Regions from separate parts of the Mus musculus genome. Here region 2 is linked to region 1. The links are chromatin contacts, called in public promoter capture Hi-C maps. All regions are on one chromosome and are shown on one strand. The core of a region is the stretch at or near the end of the contact, and the rest is flanking DNA. Distances in the headings are between cores, read along the strand shown.

Evidence for each region. Promoter capture Hi-C pulls out the DNA fragments that hold promoters and counts their contacts.
Region 2: a contact with region 1 is called in a promoter capture Hi-C map of embryonic stem cells, with 4 times the contacts expected there. The contact joins the promoter of Ebi3 here to the promoter of Slc5a7 in region 1. A contact is called at or near these places in 2 of 39 promoter capture datasets (the 3T3-L1 cell line and embryonic stem cells).

The regions. Positions count from the first base shown.
Region 1 is chr17:54,297,759-54,300,458 of GRCm38.p6, forward strand. It overlaps Slc5a7 (solute carrier family 5 (choline transporter), member 7), which reads right to left and starts at 1,276. Exons shown (of 9, transcript NM_022025.4): 1 at 823-1,276.
Region 2 is chr17:55,951,188-55,953,887 of GRCm38.p6, forward strand. Ebi3 (Epstein-Barr virus induced gene 3) reads left to right here and starts at 1,436. Exons shown (of 5, transcript NM_015766.2): 1 at 1,436-1,741. The coding sequence starts at 1,675. It also overlaps a transcript of Zfp119b not described here.

The DNA.
Region 1 (2,700 bases), core at 26-2,525:
TTACTTATCCTTTCAGACCTCAGGAAACAGGTCCAAAAGTAACTCAATATAAAATATCTGGCCAGAATACCCCCTCCAAAAACACTAAAACAAAAACAACGCCCCCCCCCCAAAAACAAACAAACAAACTAGGAAAATCCTTTTTAAAATCAATTTACTGTGACAACTAAGTATGTTTTCCTTGTTTAAAAGAAGGACCCTCTCAATCTCTCAATCTTCCTTTGTCCTTAGTTCATATCATGTCCACCCCACCCCCACCCCCACCCCACCCTCACTCCTACCCCCACCCCCACCCCGCGCCTCATCATCCCGGTCTCTACAGAAGAGGATTTTAAAATAAGGCAATATATAAACCACAGTCACAGATACGAAAACGCGAACGAAGAGGACTGATGTCAACTTTTAAAATAAAGCTTGATCTTACGGAATTCCTGTTCTCTTATACTGAACAAACCAGTGCTATTTCCTTCACCCCAGTTCACAGGCGTAAGTTTTTGTGGGAGGGGGTCTGAGCTTTGCAAGCGGGTTCTGGCTGCAAGCACTCACCTCCGGGATGTTCTGGAGCGCCCCGGACCGGGTGGGCTCCGCCTTTGTGAGCCCAGAGCCACCAAATTTCCCCTCCGCCCAAACTCCCCCGCGCCCTGCTCCCCTTTGCCTCTGAGCTCTGGATCTCCTGAATCCAGACTCCTACAGTCGCTAGCACCCCTAGAGCCACAAGTGCTTCTTAACTGAGCGGAGGGGACATCCCCAGCAGGCAGAGTCGATCCTTCCCGGGCGGCCCCGAGGGTGTGGCCCTAGCTCTTGTTCCCGTAGGGCTCTTACCTTTGCGTCACCCGGAGCTGCTTTAGGGGTCCAGGAGCCCCTTGAGCCCCGGGCTGTGAGGGACACGGAGGGAGGGAGGCTCGAGGTGAGTGGAGGGGGCTCCGGCAAGGAGCCCGATGAGGACTCCGAGGGGGTGAAGCGATCGATCTGGGTATTGGAAAAAGTCTCTTTATAAGGGCGGAAGGCGGGGGCGATCGTCAGAGCTCTGGAGAAGGACGTCAGAACAAAGTGGTGCTGGGCGTGAGTTGCGGACTGTGCCCTGGTGTGGCCCGGGGTGCGAGGGAACAGCCAAGCTCAGATCCAGCACTTGCCCAAGTTCATGTTCCCATCCCAAGTCAAGTCGTCTGCTACCCTAGAATGGAGGACTCCAGACTAAAGGTCATTTCCCAGCCTACCTGCCCACTTTATCTTTCTGGGTTGCAAAAGACAGCAATGGACTTGGAGGATTTCACTTGCAGATGCAGACTGGAAGCTTCCAAACCCCGCCTTGAGGTGTCCACATGCAAGCTCAGTTAAGGGCCTTGTCTCTGTCTCTGGTTGGCCTCAGAGAGGGGTTGCTTTCAAGCCCTTCTTGGCTAGTTTTTTTGTAGAAACATGTTAGGAAGGTTTAGACTAGTCAGCCTATTTCTCTTTGCTTTATATTCATATTCCCTTCACTTAAAACTGGGGTCACCATGAAACTTTCTCACAGGTGCACAGTTCTTTAAAATAAAGTTGGTGTGTAAGCCACAGGAAACATCCTACTAGCTAAGCCAAGCACTCTAGCTTATAAAAGCACTCAGTCTATCACTTCAAACAGGTTTAGATCTTTTGCATGCATATATATCTAGCACTACATTTCTAGCATACTACATATCTAGTATTCTGTGACAGGATTACTTATGTATCTGTTGTACCTGTCTTTAAAGGGCTTTATCTTATAACAGTTGAATATATTGTAGAGGGGGCTGCTTCTGCAACCTTTTAAATGTGTTTCAGGGAGAGGTGTTATGGAATGGGTGTGAGGAAAAAGAAAAGATTGAAAGCCATAAAGTCTCAGCTTTGTGCCCACTTTCTCACTTCTTTCTACATCTACTGAGCCAGTCTATTAAACAGTGAAACAGTGCATCTGACAGCTAACGAGGTGAAGTCCATACTCAGCTGCTATCCACCTCTCTAGGCTAACCTGCAGACTAGCTCCCATCTTAGACTGGATTTATAGAGGCTCTTTTAACTGTATTCCCCATTCCTTTGTTCTCTGTGTGAACAGTAACTTCCCCTGTTACTGGACAGGGCAGAGGCCTATGTGGATAGTTGTCATAATGAAGGTTTGTAACCAGCTAATTGCTATCTATCTATCTATCTATCTATCTATCTATCTATCTATCTATCTATCTATCTATCTATGGAACAGACCCTATTTGAGCTCAGACAGAAACTAACAGAAGACAGACATGAAATTCATTTAACCACTCAGTGTTTTAGGTGGGATTTCTTTTACTTTTGATTCTAATTAACTTCTGATTTTGAACTTAGGCCACAGATTAATACACATTTTTTTCCTTCTGGAATATTCCTTAAGGTGATGACACAGATATTTCAGTTGCAGTAGGGCAGGGATCAGGAATGCAGTGTCTCAGACAGTGTGCCAGTTTATGGGGCTAAGGTCAGAGAGTGTGACTCAAGCACAGAGAGACAGGAGAGATGGCTGTCCTCACAGAACATCACTAGGGCTTAGGGGTGAGAATCCGGAGTGCAGCCAGGGCTGGCACTCTGGGAGAGGTGGGGCTAGGGAAACTAATTAATTTTGAGAAGCCAGGAATACCAGGATCTAGACCAACTCCCAGATCTCAGTAGTGACAGTGACCTTGAAAGTGGCTTAAAAGAAAACTGGCAAAG
Region 2 (2,700 bases), core at 186-2,685, 1.7 Mb after region 1:
TCCTTTTGAGGCAGGGTTTCATGTAGTCCAGACTGACCTAAAATTCACTATGTATCAAATGATGAGCTTGAACCCCAGATCCCTCTGCCCATTCCTCTCCATTTCTTAGGCCTACAGGAAGAGGCCCGGGAGCATGGCACTGTACCACAACCATCTCCTGCATGTCATTCAGGCGAGTCCCCCAGCTCCCAGCATTGCACTCAGTGCATGATGAGTGCATGACTGGGAGACCAGCTTAGGATCTGACTAGTGGTGCCCAGCTGACTCTGCCAATGGCGCCCTACACTCTGACTTTCTGAGTCCTGTCACCCTATACCTGGGATGTTGCAATTCTCTGCACATGTCACCTACACCCCAACCATCCCCCAGGAGTATAAACTCATTGACAAGAAAAATGGAACTAGTCTGGAGCACTGGGTAAGGGTGAAGATGGGGCAAAGAGGGCTAAAAACATAGTCTGAGCTTCTGGACCCAAAACATAGGTATGTTAATAAGTATGAATGCAATGCAATGTCTAAAGAAACCAGGAAACGGAGTTATGGCTCAGGGCGTGAATCCTATTTCTTTTATACCCCCAGGAAGGGGCTGGGGCTGGAATGGTGTATTTGAGGTCTTGGGTTCTCTTCCAATCAGTGCTAAAAGGTGAATAAATAATTACAGATGACTCTCTCACTCTTCTTCAATACTTTGGTTCATCTTGGGGTTTTTTGAGTTTTTTTTTCCTTTTGGTGGTAGCGTTCGTGTGTGTGTGTGTGTGTGTGTGTGTGTGTGTGTGTGTGTGTGTGTGTAAATTGAACTCAAGGCCCTAGACCCTCATCTATTATTATTTTTTCCTTTCTTACTTTTTTTCTTTTCTTTTATTTTGAGATGGCAGTCTCCCTGTGTATCTGGCTGGAGTTAAAATCACAGACATCCTTCTATCTCAGCCTCCCACATGCTAGGATGACAAATGGCTATTGTTATGCCTGAGCCTGAGTATTGTTATGCCTTTTTCTGTTCCTACTCCTGCCACTCCCCACCCCCCTGTTTCTAGGCAAACCCCCTGAATCCCCCAGGGTTCTGAGCTCTGTTGATGCTGAAGGGACACAAGTGACCTGGAGTTCCCAGAGACTTCAGCCTCTCCATGGGGGTTTCCTTGGGTATTCTGCACAGGTGTCTTGCACAGTTCAGTGTCCCTGGAGTTGGGGACAACCTGGAGGTGGTAGTTGCTCCTTGTTGTCTGGGGCCTGATGCAGCTTGGGTGAGATTGTAAGTGGTGAGAGGAACACTACCCAGTTTCTAGAACAGTGTCCCCCTGTCTCTCTGTCCCTCTGTCTCTGTCTCTCTCTCTCCCTGATTCTGTCTCTGTTTCTCTCAGTTCCCTCCTCTCCCTGTGCCTCAGGCCCCTTCCTGGGGCTTCCCCGTTGGCCATCAGCCGGAAGGAAAGCTGCTCAGTGACTTCTCCCTTTTGGGGCCCTCCTTCTACCTCAAGGCCTTTCCCCACACATACACACAGCAGCTGGTGACAGAATCAGGGTTCCCGTCACCATCATCATCTCCTGCCCCATACACTGGACAACTGAGCCACACTGGGCAGGTCCTTCCCTGGGGCCAGGTTCCCTGTGTGAGTCCCCTGTCCTTCACCCTCTCTCTGATGGGTCACTAACTCGGATCCAAGGAACAGAGCCACAGAGCATGTCCAAGCTGCTCTTCCTGTCACTTGCCCTCTGGGCCAGCCGCTCCCCTGGTTACACTGAAACAGGTAGGTGACCACAGGGGGACTGGGGCACCTGGGCGGAGGGAACTAGTCCTTCCCTTTCAGTTTAAGGTCATATCTACCATCAGCTGGGAACTCACACCTATACCCGTTGGACCTGTTCTCCTTCTACTACAGGGATGGGGAAACTGAGGCATGAAGCCTCAAAACCTCATTTATCCAGGCAGAGGCACCCTTGAACTTAGACATTTGTGGAGCTAGACAGTTGACTCTCAGAAACCCGAAACCTGAAGCCTCACCTTTGTGACTCAGCAGCTGTAAAAGAAAAGAAAACGAAAAAGAAATGTAGACAATACTGGGTATAGTGGGGCACACCTGCCATGAAGCTCTCAGGAGTTCAGGGTCATCCACAGTCACATAGGAGGAAGCCAAGTATCAAGAGATTCCAATGTCCTGATCCACTCAGGGTAGGAGGCAGCCTAGGCCCCTTGGGAACCTGCTTCTAAAGCAACAGAACAAGTGTGGGGTGTGGGTAGTCTAGGGAGTTCTTCAGAATCCACAGTTCAAGGCCAGCCTAGGCTATGTGAGACCCTCCAGAAGGAGGAAGAGGAGGAGGAAGAAGGAAGAGGAGGGAGATGGAGGAGAAGGAGAAAGGAGAGAAGGGAAATTAGAAAAAAAGAAGAAAAAAAAAAAAAAACCTCAGGCCAGGCAGTGGTGGCACACGCCTTTAATCCCAGCACTTAGGAGGCAGAGGCAGGTGGATTTCTGAGTTCCAGGCCAGCCTGGTCTACAGAGTGAATTCCAGGACAGTCAGGGCTACACAGAGAAACCCTGTCTCGAAAAACCAAAAAAAAAAAAAAACAAAAAAACAAAAAAACCTCAGTTTTCTCATCTAGAAATTGAGCTAAGAACCTTGGGGTTTGTAGTAAGTATAGGAGCTCATGCTTCCATGCATAACAGGTCCTACATGGCCTACGGAAGCTCCTGTTCCTTTGTCTCCTCCA